Regions from separate parts of the Sus scrofa genome. Here region 2 is linked to region 1. A link is a contact called in public HiChIP or PLAC-seq data. All regions are on one chromosome and are shown on one strand. Each heading gives the region's core, a stretch centred on a gene start, on an enhancer-like site or on the middle of the called end of the contact. The rest is flanking DNA. Distances are from core to core; before and after follow the strand shown.

The links. HiChIP or PLAC-seq counts read pairs in DNA pulled down with a chosen protein or histone mark.
Region 2: an H3K27ac HiChIP or PLAC-seq map of skeletal muscle shows a contact between it and region 1. The contact joins the promoter of ADNP here to the promoter of BCAS4 in region 1. A contact is called at or near these places in 2 of 5 promoter capture datasets (fetal skeletal muscle and liver), 17 of 47 Hi-C or Micro-C datasets (alveolar macrophages, blood, brain and 11 more) and 2 of 2 datasets of contacts at active chromatin or transcription factors (alveolar macrophages and skeletal muscle).

What each region holds. Positions count from the first base shown.
Region 1 is chr17:52,235,311-52,241,187 of Sscrofa11.1, forward strand. BCAS4 (breast carcinoma amplified sequence 4) reads left to right here and starts at 4,089. Exons shown (of 5, transcript NM_001123082.1): 1 at 4,089-4,283. The coding sequence starts at 4,104.
Region 2 is chr17:52,346,328-52,352,428 of Sscrofa11.1, forward strand. It overlaps ADNP (activity dependent neuroprotector homeobox), which reads right to left and starts at 4,405. Exons shown (of 4, transcript NM_001123071.1): 1 at 3,766-4,405. It also overlaps a transcript of DPM1 not described here.

The sequences.
Region 1 (5,877 bases), core at 2,839-5,338:
CTTGGTCGGGGGATCCCAGAGGCGGAACCCAGACACTTTCAGGGGCCAAGAGGTCAGCGAGAGACAGGCAGGTGAGGAAGACCATGCAAACTGGGGCAGCTCCTGAACTGCGATGCCACAGCGGAGGCCCACGGTTTCCTGACAGTTCCTTTTTTTTTTTTTTTTTTTTTTTTTTTTTTTTGAGAGAGAGAGAGAAGCCGCAGTCTGAATGCCTGTGTGAACTGTAAAAGGCGTCGTGTTGGAAGAAACACATGTTTAAACACGATGTCGTCCAGACCTAATACACCTGCTAGTGTCTTAGTTTGGGCCTGGGAACAGATCCTTAACCCACAGAGTGAGGCCAGGGATCGAACCCCCATCCTCATGGACACTCCATTGGGTTCTTAACCCACCGAGCCACCACAGGAACACCAGCAGGCTGGTCTTCTTGGGTCACATCTATAAAGACAATAATCCCACCCACAAGGGCTCCACCCTCCTGCTCTAGTCGCCTCCCAAAGGGCCCCCACTCTTCCGACTATCGCCTGGGGGGGTCAGGATTTCAGCGCATGAATATGGGGGACCACAGTCGCCAGCTATTGCAGCAGACTCCCGAGGGGCGAGGCCAGGACTCTGGTGAGGCAGGGGCTATGCCCAGGGCGCAAAACAGAAGGAGCCCCTCACTGCCCTGGGGCTGACCCTGACCCTGAGGCCTCTTAACAGTCTGTACCCCAAGTGCCTCTCTCGCCTTCTCCAGGTCCTGGCCCTGCTCTGTGGGCCCCCATTTGCATCTTATGATTCAAAGAGAAAAGGAGTAAAAGACTGGCAAGGGAGGGCTGGGAGCAGGTGTCTGACCTGACTTGGCGGGCACGGGGGAATTAGGCACAGGAAGAGAGGTGGCTACAGGGAGCTTAGGGCGGGCAGTGAGCAGGGCCAGCAGCCCCGGGCAGGGCAGCTGCCAGCTTCCCCACAGGCCAGGTTTGGCTGGGGAGGCAGCCACAGGACCAAAGGAGAGTCATCACGAAGGAGGCAGTATGGTGTGAGTAGCCAGTTAGGACGTGGGTTCTGGGATCGGACTGTCCAAGTTCAAATCCTGACCCTTCCACTTACTAATGACAAACCCTGGCGAGTGACTTAACTTCTCAAGGTCTCAGTTCCTTTGTCTCTAAAACGGGCCTTAGCAGAGCCTCCCTGCCTGCCGGGGTTTGGTGGAGACTGGAGGGTAGCTAATGTCCCACACACAGGAAGCTTTTAGGACACATTTGCAAGGACCTTTAGAAACAGTGGCTTCATGATTCTGCTGCAGGTCACAAGCCGGCAGAGTTAAGCAAGCATTGGAGCTACAGGGATTAGAGAACCTGGGGGATTCTTTAACCCTCTCCAACCGAGGCCACAGCCCCCGCTAATTAAATCACAGCTTCTGGGGAGCTGCTGGGCCTCAGTATATTCTGGAAGTTTCCAGGGTGCAGCTGAGCTTGGGAACCACTGCCTATCTGGAACCTTTGTGTGCCTGAGGCCCGAGCCTGCAGAGGTGACCTTGAGCAGATGCTAACCGGCAACCATTTTGTAGCTGGAGGTGAAGCCAGATGGGATGGGGGTGGAAGGCTGTGTGGCCCCGGGGAGCCCAGCCCGGGGCTCCCCCGGCTCCCGGGGGTCTTCAGGGCCAGGCAGCCCGATGGCCCCACCCCAGGCTGGGAGGGAGCCAGCTGGCCGCCTGCCCCCGCAGGGGACTCCTGAGCCGGAGGCCGGAGCAGCAGCTCGGAGCCGGGCTTGGGCGCCAGAGGGAGCTCGTGGGGACGCGCCACGACTCCATCCCCGCAGCTGGTTCAAACTGGTTTGGGCAGGGTGCGGCCCAGGCGGGCTGCATTCCAGGCCTCCGGCCCGCCGCCTGCCCCAGGGTCACCCCAAGCGCCTCTGAGAGGCCAGGGAGGTTTTTTTTAAATTTCAGTCTTCTTTGTTGAAAAGCATGAATTTGGCCTCCCCCCGGGGGTCCCTGGCAGAAGCCGGCGGGAAGAAGCTGGACGCGGATTACCCTCGGCCTGCGATGCGCAGCATCAGAACCCACTGCAGAGCTTTTAAAGATGCCCCTGGCCAGCTGCCCCTCTCCCCAAAGACCCCGATTCTGAAAGTTGGGGTGGGGCTCCCAGCAGCTGAATTTTAAGCTAAATCTTTCTAAGGCATCATTACGTTTAGGAAAAAAGACTAAAAACGAAATGACCGCTGGCTGGCCCACTTGGCGGGGGGGGGGGGGGGGGGGGGGGGCCTGCTTCCCCGAGACGCGTGCAAAGCGTGCAGACCCCTTCCCCAAGCAGCCTGTCTTCAGGGGCCTGGGGCCTGGGCCCTGGGGAAGCGGCACTTTTAGCTAATACCCTAGGAGTTTCTGGGGTTTTGTTTGTTTGTTTTCTCCCAGGCAGTCATGTTAAGCATTTGAAAAGTTCAAATTCTGCAAGGAGCCTCGGGAGAAGAAATGAACCATTACAAATAGAATCGAAACCCCTCTTCCCCCCCCCCACGTCCTCTCCCCCACCCCCAAGTAACCCCTTTCCCGAATGTGTGTGTCACCGCCGTGCACAGCTTTAGACTTTTACTCCATATGTCTGTATCCATAAACAATATATAGTGCGGTTTCGCATGTTTTTAAAACTTTATGTTAATGGCAGCGTGCCCTACAGAGCCTTCTGCGACTTGTCTTTTTTTTACTTTCCTTAGCATTATGTTTTTGAGATTCTTCCATCACAGGGAAGTTTGTGGAGCTGGGGCCTGATTGGCTAATCTGAGGCCAGTTCTGGGCTTTTCTGAGGGAGGGCCCCAGCCAGCCAGCAGCAGGGAGGGGTCAGAGGGGGGTTCCTAGGTGTGTGTTCCTAGGTGTGTGACTTGCTCTGGGCATCAGATGTATCAGGACAGCAATGAATGGCCAGTCCCAGGTTCAGTGAGTTCCTAGCTAACCCTTCTCCTAAGCACCCGAAGCCCACGTCCGTGCCAAGAATTTTCCTGAAAATTACTCTGGCCTGAAGACCTGAATGTTTGGGCGGAGATGTCCAGACATTAGCCGTGGGCAGCTGTGGAAGGGGGACCACAGGTGATGGGTCATCCCCAAGACGGTTCTAGCGTGTGCTCACGCCCGCTACCTACGGTTGTCAGATAAAATATAAACTCAGATTTAACAAGGCAGGCGGGAGGGGAGCCTTGTATATTCATTTGCAACCTTAAGCCCAGCCTGATTTTTAAAAACGAATTTAACATGTTAAAAGAAAATTATCATAGGAAAAATGAGAAAGCTAGAATTCCCTATACCTCATTACCTTTTTCAGAACTCTTCCTCGCTAGCACTCTTTTGGACCCCCCCACCCCCACCCTCTTAAGCCTCTAAGGGGTCTAGATTAACCTCCTAGGGATGTGTGTTGAATGGGGGAGGGGAGGTGTCAAATGCAGTGCCTTTAAGAATTCCCTTGGGAAGCTTATTTTCAAAGCCGACCCTGGGAGGAAGAGGCTCGCGCTACCCGGCTTCCCTAACTTCCAGGACTGTCCTGACGCAAAGATGCTGTCCTCGTGCAGGCCTGTGGGCGGGGTTGATGGGGGGGCGGAATGGTCTTTAAATGAAAGGCGAGTCTGAGAGAGCAGTTCTCTATTCTGGATGCGCGCTGGAACCACCCGGAGTGCTTTACAAACTACTGATGCCCAAGCCCCACCCCTTAGAGATTCCGGCTGAATGGGCCTGGTGTAAGGCCTGGCTTCCGGGCTTTTAGAAGCTCCCCAGGGCATTCTCAAGTGTTGTGGGAGCTGGGAACCGCTGTACCACCAGAGTCAAATGAAAAGGGGTAGTCTATATCGATGGTTCTCAAACTCGGCTGTATGTTACAATCACCTGACCAGCTACCGATGCCCAGGTTCCAACCCCAGAGACTATCTGGCCTGGACTGCGGAAGTTTTAAAAGAGCTCCAGGTGATTGCAATTTGAAAGCACGTTTGAGAATCGCTGGTTTACCAGGTGGTGCGCGGGCCGGGCGCAGCGAGCATGGCGCGCCACTGGGTGGCGCTGCGCACTCGGCCCGGCGCTCCGGGAGGCGTGGGCCGCGGCCACGGGATACGCACCTGCCCCGCCTCCGCCAGGCGGGCCACGGGGCATGCAGTCGGCCGGGGGCGGGGCTCTGGGGACGGGACGCTGCGGCGTGTTTTCCGACAGCCTCCGCCAGCTGGACCCTGCCGAGCTCCTGATGCTACTCTTGGACGCGGACCGGCCGGAGCCGGTGCGCAGCGGGGCGCACGAGCTCGCTCTCTTCCTGACCCCCGAGCCCGGGGCTGAGGTAGGGGACACGGTTGGAAGTGGGGAAGACGAGGTCGGGGGATGCTGGGCCCGCGTGTCTCGGGGGAGAGTGGACGGATGGGGATCCCTAGCGCTCTGGACCCGGACCCACGGCTTCTCGCAACATCCTTTTGTACCAGGCGCTGGGGCTGCAGACTGGCTCTGGCGGCCCGAGAGGCCCCTCTTGGGCGGAGGGGTGGCTGCCTAGCGTCACCCAGAGATGCGCGTCAGGTCGCGCCTGCTCCCTTCTCCAGCCCACACGGCCCAGGGGCCCAGACTCTCTTCCCGCCCGACCGAAGCGCGCTCGGAGCTGCTGCCCTTTGCCAGCCTGGGCCTCGGGGACGCGCGCGGGGGGCGGGGGGCAGGCTGACACCCCCCCCCCCGCCCCACCCCGGTCCTGCCCCTGCCCGGGCGCTCGGCCTGCTCGGTTCTGAGCTGCTTGCCAGATGCCAGGAGGAGGCGGGCGGGCTGCGGCTGTGTGGGGGAACACCCGGCCTCGGTCCGCTTCTGTCGCTAGGAGGGAAAATACATGGTCTCTGGCTCTACTTTCTATTTTAAAAGCACAGAATAAAAAGTAGACCTAAAACTAGACTCTTTATCTTCCAGCTGAAGCTAGTCTGTTGACAGTGCCGTGAACAGCTTATTTACCAGGAGTTAATTAGGCCAGAAATTCAACCCATTCTCCTTTTAAATCTCAGAAGCAGTAGAGAAGTATTTAACATAAAGGGATAAGAACCCTCTCTTTTTGCTCTCTCACCCCAATTCTAGTTCCCAGGGACAACCATCATTCACAGTTTGGTGTACCTCATTCCAAACGTAGTAACAATGCATTGACAAATGTAGCTATGTGTATATACTAATAATTGTATATAGTTTTTACCAAAAAATCCACTTGATACTAAAATACTGTTCTGTAACTGATTTCTCTTTGTTCAAAATAGTATGGACAGGAGTTCCTCTTGTGGCGCAGCGGGTTAAGGACCAGATCTTCTCTCTGAGGACTCAGGTTCCGAGGGTTTGATCCCTGGCCCCATTCAGTGGGTTAAGGATCCTGAGTTGCCACAGCTGCAGCTCTGATTAGATCCCTGGCCCCAGATCTTCCATATGCTGCAGGTGCGGCCCTAAAACAAAACAAAATAGCATGGACAGATGGGGAGTGACTTAACGGAAAGGTGTAGGGCTTTTATGGGTGATGAAAATGTTCTGGAATTGTGCTAATAATGATCGCACAAGATTGAATACACTGAAAACCACAGGATTACACACTTTAAAAGAGTCAATTTTATGGTATGTGAATTATATCCCAATTTTGAGAATAGTGTGGACATATTTCCATGTCAGAATGTATCTGTAAGAGCTGTCCAATAGAAGTATAATTTGAGCCATAAATGTGAGCCATCCATGTAATATTAATTAAATATTTATTTCTGTCTTTTGTCTTTTTAGGACCACACCCACAGCATATGGAGGTTCCCAGGCTAGGGGTGGAATCAGAGCTCCAGCTGCTGGCCTACACCACAGCCACAGCAATGCAGGATCCGAGCTGTGTCTTTGACCTACACCACAGCTCACCACAACGCCGGATCCTTAACCCA
Region 2 (6,101 bases), core at 3,155-5,654, 110 kb after region 1:
ATCAAATATAAATAATAAGTGCATGTATGTTACACATAAAAATCAAAAGCCATTTTTACTTGATAAAACCCTACTGATCGTTTATTTGGGAGCATGAACATGGCCATGGAAAGGTTTGTTCTCGTCGAGAATGCTCAAGGTTTTGAGAGGCTTAGCAACTCTTGAGACTGGGCCATCAAACTAACAGTGATCCAGAACTTAACACTTAGTATATTTCAATATGGTGACTTTTTATTTTTAATTTAAATAGTATTAGAATTTTTCCTGAACTCTAGTTTAAAGGAAAAAAGGGAAATTTAACAAATTCACAGAGGGTATGTTTACAACCAATGACTTTCAGAATAAGCAGGAACAGGGGTCTTTATAGATTCACAGCCCAAACTCTACTTTTTACACAGAGACTATAGAATCATAAAGCAAAGATTTAGTCAGTTCAAAGTATAGCAGCCTCTAGTAAGGCAGTGTTAGGAAATTTTCAACAAGGGCCAAGACAAAGAAAGACACTACTTAATGTTCAATTAAACAGAATACCCATTCTCCACCCTCTAGTGAATTGAGGCTTTTTAACGAACCCTCACAGTTTACCAAAATTCCAGCCTTCAAGCCCAATAGTTTTTTTTTTTTTTTCATGCCACAATCAGGAAATCTTTGAAACTGCAGAATATATGCTTTTTAGGGGCTCACAGCAAGTATTCCTGTAGAGGGAAAATGGCTATTACCACTAAGGACATCAGATAACACTGTATCTTAAGTATAATTTACTAAATTAAACAAAAGCCCCTTCACAAACTTCACCTCAAATACATCCTCAAAGAAGAAATGATATTCAAATTACTTAAAAACTTGAGTAACTGTATCAAAAACAAATTCAGGTCAAAATTACATCTGTTTACCAAATACTAAGTAGTATTTAAAAATTACAAATAACACCATTTAGTTTATAATCTGATTCTTGTAACTACTAAAAAAGTTGTGAAAGCAATATAGTTAAGTCTCTAATGGAACCAAGCCACCTCCTTTTCACTAACCAAAATGTTACTTGGTAGCAAAGTGTCCAATGTAAATTCTCCCTTAAGCACCAACTGGTTAACTATGTATCAAAGAATACCCCATTCATTTCCCCAGGAATTTAACTCAGTGTATCTTTATAACATACTTGCAACAAAATCTTAAAAGTACCCTTGAGTAGCAACAATCACTGTCAATCTGCAGTAGCAAGTACATTTTCATGGAAAGGCCTGTTCTGATCAGAGAATCTTTTAAGATTTTTAAAAGACTGGCAACTCTTTTGAGTTTGGGTCATCAAAATAACAGTAACTGAATACGTAACATACTTTAAACACAAGAGTGCAGAATATTAGCAACTTAAAAAAAATTTTTTTTCTCTGAAACCACAAGTAATTTCTCTGTTCAGAACCCACGTCTGCAACCAGCTCCAACCAACCAGCTCTAACCGGTTCCTAGAGGAATGCGGTTAGGCTGAAATTTTGGAAGTGCTGGCTTTGGTGGTGACCAAAGAGGAAGAAGTCTCTGGCTTCCCTGTTGCTGCAGTTCCCACCCTCCAAAATGAATATACCCACCGGTGTGAATTGACAATGTGGTCCAAAGAGCAAGGCAGGAACGGAGTCCAGATCCTCAAAATGGTAGTACAGGGCATAACCACTAGGCCACCTATCAGTTCAGTACAAAAAGTACAACCCTGTGCATCATGGTGCAAAAGCTGGGGCCTAGGTTTCGCATTGTGCATCTCACACCTATGGAAATAACAAGAGGAGTAAAATCTATAGAAATCAACACACCCTAAAAAGTTGGGTGCTCACAGAAGACTGGTGTCAACAATTTTGCAAAGGTGGTTGGCTGCTGAGATAATAAATGGCAATTACAAGTCCAAAGTAGGCAAGAAACGAAATTTTACAATCAACCCTGTTGAGTTTGACAACAAAGAACTCAACATGGGCTTGATGTTTACCAACAAGTCTTTGCAAATCATGACACTCATCTACATGCTTATGCAAATTACTACCCCACTAAAATCTAACATCCCTCAAGAAGGACTCCTAACTCTCAAAGAGTTGAAAAGATTGGGGCCATGAAGAGGGATGTAATCAGCAATACCCCAAGCCCTTTACTCTCAGGTTTTAAACCTCCCCTTTTACCATCTGACCTTGGAAAGATATAGTAACACATTCAAAGCTTAAGTTGGAAGAATTTCAGAGAGAAGGGAAAATCTGTGTACCAAGGATGTGCCAAGGTGATTCGTCAAGAACAAACGTGGACTGTCTAAGGGTCAACAGTTTTGACCCTTAGACTCTAAAATGCAAGGTAGATTCTTTAAGAGAAATAAAATCACTGCTCTTGACTCACTTGATCCTTCACCATGTTGCTGTCAGCTCACCAACTAGGAGTGTGAGTGTCTTGCTGGGTCCATTTTCCCATGGTCTGTAGAAGGCGCTGTGAAGCACATCCTGTTCTAGCTCTGGGGCCCTTCCCCCCTCTGCAGCCTTACCCAGTGCAGGGAATGCGCCCCCTACTGACTCCAACACTCACTGCCTTTAGCCGACTTGGCTGCGGTGCATTTTGGGTGGGGGCTGGTATTTTCTTCATGGCCATAAACCAGAAGCAACAATGCAGATTTATAAAGAAACTGTATCAAGCTAGAAGACTCCCCCCCCCATTTTGAAGGTTCAAGACACTGGCATAAGAAGCATCAGGGAAAGGAACTGGGTGTGTGGGGATGGACAGCATTAAAATGGCAAACACAGGAAACAGTTTGGTTTTTCCCCTCCTAAGCCTTTGTCTGAGAAATGGGGTTAGGGCAAGAACTGTCCAGAGGAATTGGGAAATGCAAGAACATCAAGAAGACTTAGTGTGGGTATGAGTGTGGGTACGTGTGTGGCTAAAAAGAATGTGAGACCTTAGCGCTTGGTCTTGGGCAGAAGAGGAAGAGAAGCAATCGCGCCTTTTCCAAGCAGACAGGCATCCAGGTTGGGGGGGAGGGGAAGGCAGGCAGGCAGCCCAGAGGAAAGAGGTGAATAAAAGGGTGCTCAAAGAACTACTCCCCATTCATTGCACTGAAAAAAAAAAAATCTTTCGCAGCTTTCCGGATTTCCATTTTTTACCATCTTATTGCAAAGTTGGGGCTCAGAATGCTCGCAAGAGGTTGTGCTGACCAGGCAGCTGCAGTTGAGAAAACGGGGTGGCGGAGGGCTCCGTGGTCAGGATAGGAGGGGAGCTGGCACGTTAGGGAGGGAAGATTGCACAGGGGAAGCAAAGACTTTCACTCCCTGCCATGCATGCTCCCCGCCCCCCCGCTCCCCCCCCACTAAAGGTGGGTAGACCTGGCAGAAGGCTCGTCCCAGGCACTGGGGGTATGCGTGGGGTGCTCGTTTGCGGGGGGGGGGAGGGGGGAGAAAAGGATTAGTTCCAAGGATGGGAGAAGCTCGGTTCTTGCTGGGGGCGGGGTGGAGGGAGATGCCACTAGCTGCAAAAGCTCCGGTGGCTGGGCAGGCTGCTGGCCTTCGCGGACTCACGGGGCGGGGGAGGGGGGTCGGGCTGCAGGAGGAGGCGCCCGGACCCCGGGGCAGAGCCCGAGTAGCGGTCCGCGCCGGGGCGGCCGCTCCTTGAGCACCGGAGTGTGCAAAAGAGCGTGTGCGGCCAGAGAACTGGCAGTCTAAACAACAATGCGCCCGCGGGGCCGGCGGCGGGAGCCGCGCGGGCGAAGGGTCGGGAGCAGGGCCGGGCCGCGCGGGTCGGCGCCGGGCTTACCTTGACTCGGCCTCGAGGCGCGCGCGGGGCCGGCGTGCTCCGGGGCCGGGCGGCGGCGGCGGGCGGATGGCGGCGGCACGGCGCTGGCGGCGGCGAGGGCGCGCCCGGGGCCTCGTCGCGCTCCGGCTCGGCGGGCTCCGGCTCGCGCCGCGGCCGCGGCTGCTGCCGGGGGGCGCGGCGGGCGCAGCAGAGCGGCGGGCGGCGGCGGCGGCGCGAGCGGCTCCCTCCAGTCCCCGCGCGGGCGGCGGCGGCGGCGGCGTCGTCGAGCGGTGCAGACAAAGGAGGGGCGGAGGGAGGAGACGGAGGGTGTGGGAGAGGCGGCTTCACCGGCGCGGGCAGGCGGGTGGCGGCGGCGGCCGCGCTCCTCTCGCTCCTCAGCAGCGGGGACCGAGAGAGGGAGCTGTGTCTGAGGAGACGCCAAAATCCCCCTTAGCGCTGCCCGCGGGAGGGGGAGGGGGCACAAGATGGCGGCGGCCGGGGGGCGGGAGTTCAGTTCATGGATCCCGGCGGGCGGCGGAGGGGAGACCGGGCCGACGGAGGCGGCGGAGGCAACGAGCGGGGGAGGGGGCTGATCCCGCGTCTCCCCTCGGCAGACAATACAAGCGCCTCGGAGCGAGTCCCCGAACCTGCCCTAGCCAAAATGGCGGCCGAGAAAGAGCGGAAGTGACGTAAGAACTCATTAGCATAAGAGGACTCATTGTCCAGCTAAGTGGGGGGGGGCAGTGGGGGACAGTACCCCTACCCCCATGTCCCCCAGAGACAACTCTTACTCTCACCTGTGCTTGCACCTAACTTTTTCTGAAGGAGGGTGGCATCAGCACCCCCATCCCCGCCTAAGGGAAATTATATAATCCCCACTGAGGGGGAGCTCTCGCGAGAACCAAGAGGATTTGCCATTGACCCACTAGGAGGCGCCGCGGATAATGGCCGCAGTGCGCTTCCATGGCCCGTGTGCAAGGCGGGCGCCTTCCTCTGGCCACAGCGCTGGCGGCGGAGGCACCAGCAGCGGGCCGCAGCACGCCCTGCACTCAGTCAGGTGGCCGTGCTGGAGATCCCTGCGCGGGCCCAGCTGGGCCTGGACTACATCAGGCGGGAGGGGGCGTGCGGGCGGCCCCGAGGCTCCACGTGCTGGGAAGCCCGCGCTCTCAGGGGCTGGGCAACAGTGGGGAAGGGCAGGGACGCCTCCTGCCTTAAATGAGGTGTGAGGGCCTCGTGCTTCACACATCACCTTGAGATGAGACACAACCCCATGGATGCTTGACCCCTTCCTGGTAGGGTGGGCTACTGGATGGACAGGCCTGCGTTTTACAGAAGGCCAGCTGTTGCCCTGGGGCTGGACTTCCTTCCAAGTCAGTGATGGGCTCTTATCTTTGGCCTGAAGAAAACAAGTGAGATCCCTATCGTTTTGAGGCCACTGGACTAGTGAAGCTAAAGGATGAGAAATGTTGCCCATGGGTCTCCGCAAGATCCTTAAAATCACATTTAGACTGTAGTCCCAAAGACAGTCAGTTCTGGTGCTCACACAATCTGGACAGCATAACATGGGCTTCGGTAAATTTAGGTCAACCCCAACCAACACATTATCTTTTCAACATTCTTGAACCCACTTTTTATAGTTGAGTGCATCTGAGTGTCTATCATTTACTAAACATACTGAAAAGTAATAAATGTCAACTGTGAAGGATTTAACCAAACCCGTTAAGATGTGCTCTGTAAATACACTTATCCTTTGGTGTTTCAATAAATTTCAAGTGAAAAGTTTCATCCCAGAAGACTCTGATTTAATTGCAAATAGTACAAATGGTGGTTACATATAGCCCAATATGTCTAAGGCTTCAGTCAGAAGATTTAACAAGCTGTTTCATCCAACACAGCATTCCATTAATTTCTGGAATTGTGATAAAATATATCTTTAAAAGCCAAATCAAGAAGTTACTTTGTGGTACATCGGGTTAAGGATCTGGCATTGCTGCAGCTGTGGCGTGGGTCTGATCCCTGGCTCTGGAACTTCCATCTGCTGTTGAGTATTAAAAAAAAAAAAAAAAAAGCCAAATCAGTATTTCAAGAGAACATAGGTAGAAAAAGTTGTTGGGGGGCGGCGGCAAACTATTCGATTTACAGAAACAAAGAAGAAAGATCTAATTACATGTTGTAGAAGACAGGCAAGAAGAAATATAAAAAATGTAAAATAATTTTTTGTTTAGTTTTCCTTAGATATTATATTACTTAGATTTCATACTGCGATAATACAATGGGAGAACATCTGGATTTTGTCCCTGGCCCCATTTACAAAGTAAAAAGGGATGCTGGATTCACATGTAAATATTTAAAAAGAT